Linked DNA regions of Oryctolagus cuniculus: region 2 is linked to region 1. The links are chromatin contacts, called in public Hi-C maps. All regions are on one chromosome and are shown on one strand. The core of a region is the stretch at or near the end of the contact, and the rest is flanking DNA. Distances in the headings are between cores, read along the strand shown.

The links. Hi-C and Micro-C count contacts between places; a contact is called where the count stands out from the background.
Region 2: a Hi-C map of embryonic fibroblasts shows a contact between it and region 1, with 5 times the contacts expected there. The contact joins the enhancer-like site here to the promoter of PHLPP1 in region 1. A contact is called at or near these places in 5 of 6 Hi-C or Micro-C datasets (ear pinna, embryonic fibroblasts, psoas muscle and 2 more).

Annotation. Positions count from the first base shown.
Region 1 is chr10:15,813,135-15,819,115 of mOryCun1.1, reverse strand. PHLPP1 (PH domain and leucine rich repeat protein phosphatase 1) reads left to right here and starts at 4,084. Exons shown (of 17, transcript XM_051851890.2): 1 at 4,084-5,798. The coding sequence starts at 4,289. It overlaps LOC103349395 (a long non-coding RNA gene), which reads right to left and starts at 3,918. Exons shown (of 3, transcript XR_011379304.1): 1 at 3,788-3,918; 2 at 3,435-3,516; 3 at 3,177-3,314.
Region 2 is chr10:15,984,487-15,991,037 of mOryCun1.1, reverse strand. No RefSeq gene overlaps it. Among named protein-coding and RNA genes, the nearest start is that of ZCCHC2, 66 kb to the left of the region's middle. Within about 2 kb of position 3,172, at least 1 of the 8 cell types and tissues checked has an H3K27ac peak or open chromatin away from gene starts, as enhancers often do.

The sequences.
Region 1 (5,981 bases), core at 2,835-5,334:
AACATGGCTCTCTCTCCTTGTCTCTCCTTTTCTCCCTGTCACTCTTTCAAATAAATAAAAATAAATCTTAAAAAAAAAAAAGAGTAACAGAAAGAGAGATTGATCTTCCATCCACTGGTTCACTCCCTAAATGATGCAACTGCGGGCTGGGCCAGGTTGAAGCCAAGGGTTAGGAACTCTATCCACGTCTCCCATGTGAGTGGCAGGGGCCCACGTGCCCCAGCTTCCCCAGGATCATTAGCAAGAAACTGGATTGGAATATGAGCAGCCAGAACTGGGACAAGCACTCTGATATGGTATGCCTGGGTCACAAGTGACAGTGGTTTAATCCCTCTGCACCACAACGCTAGCCCTGGGGACTCGGGTTTTCTGTCTGTCTTTCTGTCCTCTCACATGCAAGTTGAGTGACTTCACTGAAGGTCTGGGGGTGGAACAAGGGAAGAGAAGCATTACCGACCCCCGCCTTTCTGCTTTCCCCTCACCTCCAATTATTATTCTCAATACAATGGAATTTGTCATCTTTCAAGTTATGACTCTATGAATGGAATCATACAAAAGTGTACTGTTCATTTCCCTCCCTGTTTTTTGTTTGTTTTGAGGTGGGAATGCTGTTACTTTAACTTTTTTTTTTTTTTTGCTTTCCTGAAACCAAGTATCTATCTGCCAATACTTTGGATACACAAAGTCTATGAGCAATGCTGTTCCTTAAAATTTTTCCCCTTGCAATAGATTTTTTTGTTATAAATACTTTGAAAGTATAAACAGAAATCCTGCAAGATAAAAAGGGAGAGCAATGGAGACTGTAAAGCTTAGTGCTGGGAATTAGAGGTAGATTAAATACAATACTGTACTGTCTCAGGATGCCACTGAACATCCAAGGTCCAGTGGTGACAGGACTTATGGTTGGAAGAGACTGTCTTAAAGCTTGTTACATTAGCTAAATAAATGTAACTCTAGAAAGCAAATTAATATACATTTGTTAATAGAGCAAAATTTAAAGAACTAATGAACATAAAGAGGTAAAAATTCTATGTTTTAGTTTTGAAATTTAACATTTTTTTTTATTTGAAAGGCAGAGTTACAGAGAAAGAGAGGGCACTACAGACAGAGCCCTTCCATCTGCTGGTTTACTCTCCAAATGACTGCAATGGCCAGGACTGGGCCAGGCCCAAGCCAGGAGCCAGGGTCTCTCATGTGGGTGTAGGGGCCCAAGGATTAGGACCATTTGCTTTCCCAGATGCATTAGCAGGGAGCTAGATCAGAAGTGGAGCAGCTGAGACATAAATCGGTGCCCAAACGGGATGCTGGTGTCACAGGTGGAGGTTTAACCTGCTATGCCACAATGCTGGCCCCCTGGGCTTTGTTTTTAAATCATATTAAAGGATGTGCAAACTAAAATACCTATCTTTCCATTTCTAGAACTAATGGGTTATGTTAGGTGCTACTCAAGGAAACATATAGGTTAGTATAGCTAAAATTTATCTTCAATATACAATATGCACAATCTGCCTTTTTTTTTTTTTTTTTTTTTGACAGGCAGAGTGGACAGTGAGAGAGAGAGACAGAGAGAAAGGTCTTCCTTTTTGCCATTGGTTCACCCTCCAATGGCTGCTGCGGCTGGCGCGCTGCGCTGATCCGAAGCCAGGAGCCAGGTGCTTTTCCTGGGGGACATCCACCACTGCACTCCCGGGCCACAGCAGAGAGCTGGCCTGGAAGAGGGGCAACCGGGACAGAATCCAGCGCCCCGACCGGGACTAGAACCCGGTGTGCCGGCGCCGCTAGGTGGAGGATTAGCCTAGTGAGACACCGCGATTCTTCATCAAGTACTTATTTTTTATTCGCTCCAGAAAATTTCATTCTAAGTTAGCTCTCTATTTTCTGACTTCCCCTCGTTTTGAGTCCCTTTCCTTCCTTCCTTCCTTCCTTCCTTCCTTCCTTCCTTCCTTCCTTCCTTCCTTCCTTCCTTCCTTCCTTCCTTCCTTCCTTCCTTCCTTCCTTCCTTCCTTCCTTCCTTCCTTCCTTCTTTCTTTCTTTCTTTCTTTCTTTCTTTCTTTCTTTCTTTCTTTCTTTCTACAGGCAGAGTGGACAGTGAGAGAGAGAGAGACAGAGAGAAAGGTCTTCCTTTTGCCCTTGGTTCACCCTCCAATGGCCGCCGCACTCGGCGCGCTGCAGCCGGCGCACTGCGCTGATCTGATGGCAGGAGCCAGGTGCTTCTCCTGGTCTCCCGTGGGGTGCAGGGCCCAAGGACTTGGGCCATCCTCCACTGCACTCCCTGGCCACAGCAGAGAGCTGGCCTGGAAGAGGGGCAACCAGGACAGAATCCTGCGCTCCGACTGGGACTAGAACCCGGTGTGCAGGGGCAGCAAGGCGGAGGATTAGCCTAGTGAGCCGCGGCGCCGGCGGAGTGTGTTTCCACAGTACCTTATATTTTTGTACATGTCTCACTTGTTGAACATTCTAATTTATAAACCCTGTGGAGGCAAGGATAGTGTATGATATATTCAATTGCTTTACCTAGTGACTGGTTCATAATACATGCTCACAATTATTTGTTAAATTAATTGACTTGAATTTGTTAACTCTCGTGTGAGAACTTGCAATATCCCTACATTCAAAAGTGTTTGCTGTTGATTGAATTCAAACGGAGTAAAAACTATTTTCACGAGGCCAGGGAAGACTTCAAAAGGAAAATATATGAAAATTTTCTTTCAGAAATTTCAGGAATCACAGAGAAGTATTTATTTGTTGTCCAGGTAGCTGCTTCCACTCCTCTTGGAGAAACTGCAAGGATAAGCTAAGTGCGATTCTCTCGCCACAACTTCCAGTTCTCTCTCCTTTTCTCTCCTCACCTCCAAGTTTAGCAACTGAAAGTTCAGACAGGCCCTGGATGGTAGTAAAGTTATTTTAAAAGTCTCACGTGTGGAAATCCCGACTTACAAATCTAAGACTGTTAGATCAATTTAAAACGTGTACTAAATTCTTTGAAACAGTAAACTGTCCCGCTACAGACTACAATGCTGTTTCAACTGACGAAATAAATGTAACTTTTCAGACCACAACTACACATAGAAGCTGCAGGGAAATCCTGTTGTGAACGTGACTGAAAAAACCCGGGAAGGCGACGGGAACACGCGAAGCAGCCCCCCGCGTCTCCACGCCACCGCTTCTTCCCTTTCCCACTTCACTCCGCCTGAATAAAGCGACGGCAAACTTCAAACAACTCCGGTTCTTTGCTGTGCTCCTTCCGGCGGGAGAGGATGGGCTCAGGGCTCCCGCAAGCATATTCAATGAGGACACTGCCCGTCTCCCCGGGCCTCGAAAGAGAAAAATCGTGTCGGCGCACCGGGAGTGCCGGTGATCCTGAGGTGCTGTGCTGTGGGTGTGTATTTGTATCTCACGCAATGGGCGGGGGTGAGGATCGAGTGTTTTCTTACCGTTTAGAGTCCCTGGAAATCCTCCTTTTTCAATTAGCAAGGAAAATAAAAGTCATCTGGCAAGGGACAGTGGGCGGGTAAGCTACAAGTAAACCCGCAAGAACACACTTCGGTACAGAGTTCAACAGCAGAGGGCACAATCCCCACTGGTCATGGTCAGATGCTGGCAGCAAGGCGGAGAACCCAAGGATCGCTGGGGCTTGTAGTTCCCCACTTTTCTCTCAAGAATAGCCGTCCCCAGAAGAGAACTACAACTCCCTAGGTGCACCGCGCACCCCTCTCGTCACCACCCCTCTCCGAGGCCGGCTCTGGGACCTCCCGGGAGACTGCCCCCGCCCCGCCCCCGCACGCACGCGTCACGTTTGTTTACTCTTAGGCTCCGCCCCCCGCCGTCCTCCGGCGCTCCCCGCTCCTCCCGGGAATGCCGTCATGCTGGCGATGCATATTCATGAGGTGCGCGCTGAGCTCTCGCCCGGCCCGCCTCCCGCCTTCCCGCTCCCGCCGCGCGATTAATATTCAATGAGCCCAGCTCGGCGGCTGGTTCGCCGGGGCGAGGTGGGGGGAGCAGGCGGGGCCTGGCGCGGGGGAGCTCGCGACCCCCGCGGGGAGGGCGTGTGTGCGGGGGGGGGGGCGGCGGCGGCGGCGGCGAGGCGGGCGGGCGCGCGGGATGGAACACCGAGACACCGGCGGAATACTCCGAATTGCCACATAATCCCCTGGAACGGCCGCGCCGAACGCCATTGGCTTCTCCCTTCTCCGCGCGCCGCCGCCGCCGCCGCCGCCGTCTCCCACCTTCGCCTCCCTCTCCGCCCGCTGCCTCCGGAGCTGGGGGGAAAACGCGAAGCCCCGCGGCAATGGAGCCCGCCGCCGCGGCCCCGGCGCAGCGACTCCCCGACCCCGGCCGGGAGGACCGCGCTCCGGCTCCCGCAGCAGCGGCGGCGGCGGCGGCGGCGGCCGGGGGCGGCCGGAGCCTGGAGTCCGCGCCGACCGCGGCGGCCCCGAGCGGCGGGAAGGGCAGCGGCTGCGGGGCGCGGGAAGAGGCCCCCGGCGAGGCGCCGCTGGGGCCGCTGCCGGGCCGGGCGGGGGGCGCCGGGCGCAGGAGGCGGCGCGGGGCGCCTCAGCCCGCGGCCGGCGGGGCAGCCGCGGTGCCGGGGGCCGGCCACGGCGCTAACTCGCTGCTGCTGAGGAGAGGGCGGCTCAAGAGGAATCTGTCCGCCGCTGCCGCCTCGTCGTCGTCGTCGTCGTCGTCGTCCTCGTCGTCGTCTTCGGCGGCTGCCGTCTCGCACCCCGCGGGCGCCGCCGGCCTCCCCGCCTCCTGCTCGGCCTCGGCGTCGCTGTGCACCCGGAGCTTGGACAGGAAGACGCTGCTGCTGAAGCACCGGCAGGTGATGCCGCTGCAGCCGTCGGACCGGGACTGGGTGAGGCAGCAGCTCCGGCGGGGCTGCCTGCACGTCTTCGACCGCCACACGGCCTCCGCCTACCTGCGCCCGGTGCTCTGCACGCTGGACACCACGGCCGGGGAGGTGGCCGCCCGCCTGCTGCAGCTCGGCCACAAAGGCGGCGGCGTGCTGAAGGTTCTGGGCCAGGGGCCCGGACCCGCTGGCGCCGAGGCTTCCCCCGACGCCGGGCCCCGGCTCGCGGCCCCCGAGCTGCCGGCGGGGAACGCGCCGGGTGCCGTCGGGGGCCCCTCGCGCGCGCCGCCCACCGACCTGCCACTGCCCGCCGGCGGCCCGGGCCGGGGGGCGCGGTGCGCCGCCCGCGCTAGCCCGGTCCCCTCGGACTGCAGCCCCGGCGAGCCGTTCGCTAGGGGCCTCGGCTCTCCTCCGCCAGGCGTCCCGCGGCCCCTGGACGGCGCGGCCGCGGCGCCGGCCTCCGACACCGAGAGCTTCAGCCTGAGCCCCAGCGCCGAGAGCGTGTCCGACCGGCTGGACCCCTACAGCAGCGGCGGCGGCTCGTCCTCGTCTGAGGAGCTCGAGACCGACTCAGCCCCGACCCCGACGGGGGCCCCGGGTCAGCCCTGCGGTCCCGCACAGCCCGGGCCGCCTTCCCCGACCGCCTCCCGCTCTCTGCCGAAGCAAGCCCCCAGGGGCGCGGACATCGCAGGCGGCGCTGCCCCCGAGGGGCCTCGGCCGGAGGAGGCGGCGGCGGCGGCCGAGGCCCCAGGAGGCGCCCCGTCGAAGGTGCCCCCGCCGCCCACCCTCTACGTGCAGCTCCACGGAGAGACCACCCGGCGCTTGGAGGCGGACGAGAAGCCGCTGCAGATCCAGAATGACTACCTCTTCCAGCTGGGATTCGGGGAGCTGTGGCGGGTGCAGGAGGAGGGCATGGACTCGGAGATCGGCTGTCTCATCCGCTTCTATGTAGGTAAGGAAAGCACCTGCACGTGCACTCTTGCAGGGACCCAGGAAGGAGTCTGTTGCCCGGCCCAAGAGTCGCTGCGGGTCCCGGGGAGTCCTGGTGTGAGCCTTGGTTCCGGCTTGCACGGTCGGGCCGTGTGGTGCTGGGAGGAGGAATCCTCACATCCGCCCGTTTGTGGTCTGTCGTGAG
Region 2 (6,551 bases), core at 1,923-4,422, 170 kb before region 1:
GGTGTGGGGTTGCTGGCGGGGAGGGGAGACACGCACGCCCCCACTCGGGAGTGAAGGTGGCGGGCACATTCACTCGGTGTAGGTAAGGCAGGTAAAGTGTCAGGCGGAGGAAGTGGTGGGGATGGTACGTATGAGAGGGGGTGCGAGCTGTAGAGAGGAGGACAGATTGGATGACACGTGGGGACATGGGAGAGTTGAGGAGAGCGCCTGGGGGTTTCAGAGGCGGGTTAGGAGGCAGCGGGCCTGGACCAAGGTGCTGGCAGCACTGGCTTGGCTATTGGGTGTATAGGGTATGGGGGGAGGCAGACGCAGGCGGACCTGGAGGGGTTGATGAAGGGAAGGGTACTTGGGGTGCGGCGGGAGGAGTGTGGGAAGGGCTGAGGCAGAGGACGCCCTGGTGCCCGCGGAGTTCGGCTTTGGTGACAGGAAGCCCTGTGGGGGGTTGAGCGCTGTGTAAAAGGGGAAAGAAGTGGGAGGAGGGGGGGTTATGGTGAAGGGAAGAGAAGAGGGAGGATAGGATAGGGGAAATGGTTAGAGAGAAAGAGGGGAGTATGGGGAAGAAGGGTGATATAGCAGAGCCGCTTGAAAGAGGTGCTAGCAGTGCGCAGAGATGGCTGCACCATGCGATGGAGGAGATAATGGATGGGAAGGGGAAAGAAAGGAGGATAGTAAGAGGTATAGGGTTGATAAGTTTGTTAGGAGCCTTTTTTCCAGTGGCACACTGGTCCCAGAGCTTGCTGCGGCTGAGGCAGGAGCCGCGTGGAGGGAGCCACGCTGTGGCACAGTTCCCCGAGAACCCTTCCGCCGCTCCATCTCGAGGTAGAGGGCAGTGCTGCCCCTGCCCGCCCAGCCTCCCTCCCTGGAGGGCTTGGCTGTTTTCAGACAGGAGTTTGGAGGTATGGGGGCACGGAGTGAGGCACACGGGTCACTGCCGACTGGGTCGTCCTCTGCGGGTGTCGCCGGGGCCCTTGCAGAAAGGGCGTGTCGTTTGCCGGGAGCATGCGCGTGCTCACTTTGGATTCCTGATGGTCATCCTAATGTTAAAGTCTGACGTCCTCGTCACTGCCTAGGGCGCAGTGCCGCACCTGTGCACGCACAAATAGCTTCCCTTGGCCGCAGCTCAGAACTTCCGGATTCTTTTTTTTTTTTTTTTGACAGGCAGAGTGGACAGTGAGAGAGAGAGACAGAAAGGTCTTCCTTTGCCGTTGGTTCACCCTCCAATGGCCGCCGCTGCAGCCGGCGCACCTCCTCCGATGTGGAGGAGCCAGGATCCAGGTGCTTTTCCTGGTCTCCCATGTGGGTGCAGGGCCCAAGCACCTGGGCCATCCTCCACTGCACTCCCTGGCCATAGCAGAGAGCTGGCCTGGAAGAGGGGCAACGGGGACAGAATCCGGCGCCCCGACCGGGACTAGAACCCGGTGTGCCGGCGCCGCTAGGCAGAGGATTAGCCTATTGAGCCACGGCGCCGGCAAATGAACTTCCGGATTCTTAAGCGCTGTGCTCGTTGGACAGACAGATGCCCTCTGTCGGAACGTGGTGCACGCAGACCTGTGTCACGCCTGGGAGCCTTTAGGCCTGCTCTTTCCCATCCTAGAGCTGAGCATGTGACACGCGTGGGGGCCTCAGACCCGTCCCACAATCACCAGGGACCCTGAATCCCAAGATCCTGTTTAGCTCCTGGAACCTGGGGCGTGGCGGGGTTGGTGGGGGCGGGCGTTGAGCGGGGTGGGGGTTCTTCACTCTTTTTCCTCTTGCCGCTCTCACCTGCTCTCTGTAGAGGGCAGAGCCAGCCTTGCCCCAGAAGAAATCGCTCCTTGGGAAGCAGTGCCACCTGGTGGGGGACGAGGGCAGTGCAAGCAAGCAGATGTAACTTCCGGCTGGCCTAGTGTAGGGACACTGACCGGAAGCCTGTGCCCGGTGCTTTCAAAGGCTGCAGGCCGCCGCCGCCTCCAGCACCGGGATCTGTGCGCGCCCCGACGGCCCTCACGGGCTCCTGTCCACGAACGGGCTGGGATCTTCCTCCCCGCTCCCCAGGTCAGGAACGGGGGTTTGGAGCCGTGACGTGCTGCGGACACCCCCTTCCTGTCCCCAGTCAGCATCTCCACGCTGAGCTAAACGCAGCGGCTTTGGAAAACTGTCCAAATAAAGCGAAGGGAACCCACGGATGTCCCGACCACGCGGCCTCTGGATTTCCACGGGAGGCCGGGCCCGGCCACGCGCCGGCGGCGGGCGGCCTCTGTCGTGTGCCTCCTTGCGGTTGGTGGCCACGGGATGGCAAAGCCGCCGCAGTAGGAAAGCGCCGTCTAGCCCGGTTGTAGACACGGGCCTCGGTGCGGGCCTGGCCGGAGGCTGAAACACAGATGGCTGGGCTTGCTCCCTGTGTGAGAAGCACGAGGAGAGGACGGGAGCTGCGACGTGGACCCAGACGCTGCCCCAGGCCGCCCCGTCGCCCAGACACAGCCGCAGAGCACGCGAGTAAAGACGAGGGCAGCCAAGCAGCCCCCGCAGGGAAACCGCGGCCGCCCACCCCCAGGGCCCTGCTGAGCGCCAAGGACGCCAGCAGGTTGCCCGGCGGTCGCTGGAGTGCAGCCCCAGGCACAGGCCCCAGCACCTGCCCACGTACGCGCCGGCGCCTCGGGCTGACGGGCGGTGTAGACTGGCTGCAGGGCTTCCATGTGGCCTCGTGCACACAGCGCTGTAACGTGGCGCGCAGTGGACTCTGACTGGGGGGGTTGTGTGCCCACTGGAGACCAGACGCAGCTCAAGCGTCGGCCTCACCACAGCCCGGTGAGGCAGGGGAGGGGCTGGGCGCCATTTTGCAGGCAGGGAAATCGAGGCACAGGGACTGAATTCGTGTCCACGAGCCAAGAGCGACCGAGCGGCGGCGAGCCTGGCGGGGTGGCCGCAGGGGCGCTGCTGCACGGCTCCTTCGCGTCCGGCACCAGCCGCCAGCGCTGTGTGCCTTCAACCCCACCGTCTCACTGCCCTCTTCAGACCCTTTCTCTCACCCGAGGGCTGGCGAATGCCGTCTCCCAAGTTCCGCCCAGTTCCACAATCCTGCGGCTCGAAGCTTGCTTTGTCGCTTTGTGCAGTTTCTCAAGGTGGCTACTCCTTACCCTTACGCTTCATTTTGGTTTGATCTCAAGTCCTTCTTTGGTGCGGTCGGGAACCTACACCCCACCTGTCACACACCCTGGCTGTGGGATGGGGGCGTCTCCAGGTGCTGGAGGAAGAGCAGAGAAAAGGCTCGGCTCTCAGGCCATCCGGCCACTAGGTGGCAGCATAAACATGGCCAGCGCTGAGCGGGGCCACGCCCCTCCCGCAAAGTTCCTAGGCTTTTCCCCAGTGGGATCCATGAAGTTTTCGTTTTCTGGGACTGAGACAAATAAAAAAAAAAAAAAAAAAAAAAAAAAAACAGCCCTAATGCCCTAATGACACAGGCAGGGAAAGCGCAAGATTCAAATTTCGGTGTCTACAAGTAAAGTTTGGGGAACCTACTTATCATTTACATATCATCTGTAGCACAGTGGAATGGTCAATGGTCACAACAGACGTGGCCCTCAACTCCTACTGTACAGACTCCAAGGAGCGCGTGGCCTCCCTGTGTATACCGCACCTGCTCTTGCAGTTACCGTCAAGGCCCTAAGCTCTGTCCTGCTGCCCCACGAGTAGGAATTTGCCACCTCCTGGCCATGCCCTTTTCTTCGCACCTGGCAGTGGTACTTGCCTACATTCAGTCACTCGGCTCAGTCTGGGGCACACGCAACTCCCACAAAGCAGCAGGTCTTGGGATCGCAGAGCGGGGAGCCGAATTCCGCCTGTGCAGAAGTGGGGAAAGACGGTCCGAGGACAGACACATCTTGGTCAGGCCACGAAGGGAGATGGCAAAGGAAACATCACCAAAGCTGCATTTCAGAAAGGCCACCAGCGGGTTTGGGAGGAGGGCGATGAAGGGGTCCTTAGTTGAGGCAGGGAGCCAGGAGGAGCAGCAGGTGGGAAGGGAACACAAGCTGCTGCAGGGGCGGACTTGGCAGTTAGAGTGACATCTGGCAAAGCCAGTCTTTCTCAGTCTGGCCGCTGGGCCACCTGAAGGGTGTAAGTAGAACAGACTCCTCAACCATTCCTCCTGCCAGACACATTCACCTAGGATGGAGTTTGCAGAGAGAGCCGAGCGGTCCATCAGATTGGGAATGAAAATTCAGAGATGTCGGAAAAGATCACGGGAATGCGCCCCGGGGCGGCGCTGCGGTGCAGCTAAGCCTCCGCCTGCCCTGCGGCGCTGGCATCCCACGTGGACACCCGTTCTTGTCCCGGCTGCTCCTTTTCCAAATCAGCTCTGCTATGGCCCAGGAAAGCGGCAGAAGATGGCCCAAGTGCTAGAGCCCCTGCACCCACGTGGGAGGCCCGGAAGAAGCTCCTGACTCTTGGCTTTGGATCGGCTCAACTCCAGCCTTTATGGCCATTTGGGGAGGGAACCAGCAGATGGAAGACCTTTGTCTCTGCCTCTCAAATCTATTAAAAAAGAGAGAACCTGCCCTGAAGAGCAGAGACCTCGCCAGTGAAGTGCTGCTGCCAACACGTGCAGTGGAGAGAAAGAATCGTCACATGAGGTCATGACCGGCGACCAGGAAGACAGTCACAGGGGAGAAAGGGCGGGCAGGAGATGCCAGACAGACGGGCCTAAGGCTGGCGAGAGAGAGTGGCATCGCAGCGGTCAGTGGGAAGGCGGAGGAGGGGACCGATGGCTTCCTCTTTCTCTCAGTGGGATGCAGGGCCGGAGGACTGGGGGCCAAGGTGTGGAACTGCTGCGTGGATCAGAAAGGGCCGCGAGCACAACTCCCAGCACCCGAGGTCAACAGAGGGTGGAACCACGTGTGAGGTGTGGCCAGCCGCACAGCCTGGTTTAGGGGTTGCTTCATTTCCATTCGATGGAGGAGGCAGAGCAGAGAAAGAGGGCCCCATGCATTGCTTGCCGAGACGCTGTGCCGACTTTGCCGCCCTCACTGGTTCAGCTTCCTCTTGGGGACTTTCTTTTCTGCCCCTCTCCCAACAAGCCCACTTCTGGTCCTCCTGCCAGGCCGTGTGTCTCGGCAAAGGGTCCCCACCATGCTGCCCACAGTCAGAAGCTGCATCCTGTACGCCCGCTCCCGGCCACGACACCGGGCCTCAGCTTGTGGCACAGCGAGTTGAGCCTCTGCCTGCAACACTGGCATCCCCTACCAGATTGCTGGTTCAAGTCCTGGCTGCTCCCTGTCTGGTCCAGATCCACTCTAATGAGCCTGCAAATGCAGTGGCAGATGACGCAAGCGCCTGGGCCCCACGTGGGAGGCCTGGATGAAGGTCCAGGCTCCTGGCTTTGGCCTGGCCCAGCCCTAGCTGTGGCGGTCATTTGGGTGACTGGACCAGTGAATGGAAGATCTAACTCTGCCTCCCGAGTCAGCTGTTAGAAAGTCATCCATTAACAGGAGATATTACAGTTCTACAGTAGCCTCAGTCCAGTAGTTGGATGTTGGGATAGCAATGCAGTATGCAGGTGGGTGCTGTGGGAGACTGAACCGTGCACCCCAGCATATCCGTCTGTGGGAGACTGAACCGTGCACCCCAGCATATCCGTCTGTGGGAGACTGAACCGTGCACCCCAGCATATCCGTCTGTGGGAGACTCAACCGTGCACGCCAGCATATCCGTCTGTGGGAGACTGAACCGTGCACCCCAGCATATCCGTCTGTGGGAGACTGAACCGTGCACCCCAGCATATCCGTCCAGTGGCAATTTGGAGAGGAGTATTCAGGGAACCTTGTGGACACGGGAATAGCTCAGGAAACTGTTCTTCTGTAAGTTAATTTTACATCTAAAGGAAATTACAATAGTGAAGTAAATGGGAAGCCAACACGGCTTCTCAGAGGGCCTGAGCTGGGGTGAGGGAAGACCTGGCGCCCCCTGCTTCCAGAGACCACCTGTGTAGGACGTCACGCTCCGTCTTCCTGTGTGAGCCCTTCCCCCAGGAGACGCACCTGTGTAATAACGGCCTTGGTGCACAGTGCACGGCCGTCCCGTCTCTTCCCACGAGTGTCGCCAACACCCTCCAGCAGCCCAAGCACCCATTTCTGAATAATAAAGCCTTCAGATTGCGTGGCTCCCGCGTGCTTGCGTACAATAAACGTGTCTGCCTTTTCTCCGGTTAACCTGTCCATTTTCAGTTGATTTCATTGACTCAAATACCAAACCACTGGCAGCTTGGGGTGAGGCAAGTTCGGTGTGGGCTGGGTTTGAATGCCAAGGTTGCCTCGGAAGAGCTGCCCAGAGTCTGCACTCCCTCTCCCATGCAGGTGAAGGCAGTGGCGGCACCCACAGATGGGTGAAGGTTAACATGACATTTACATGTTGCACCCGCATGCAGGGAGCACCGACGTGTTGTACTTCCATTAAGAACGTCATCTACTGCCCTACTTTAGAACCGGTCAGCATTAGCAAGGCCTCCCAACTGATGTGCCAACCTTGATACTTCAGTAGGAAAATCCATGGTTACATTAGGGTTCACCCTGCTGTAC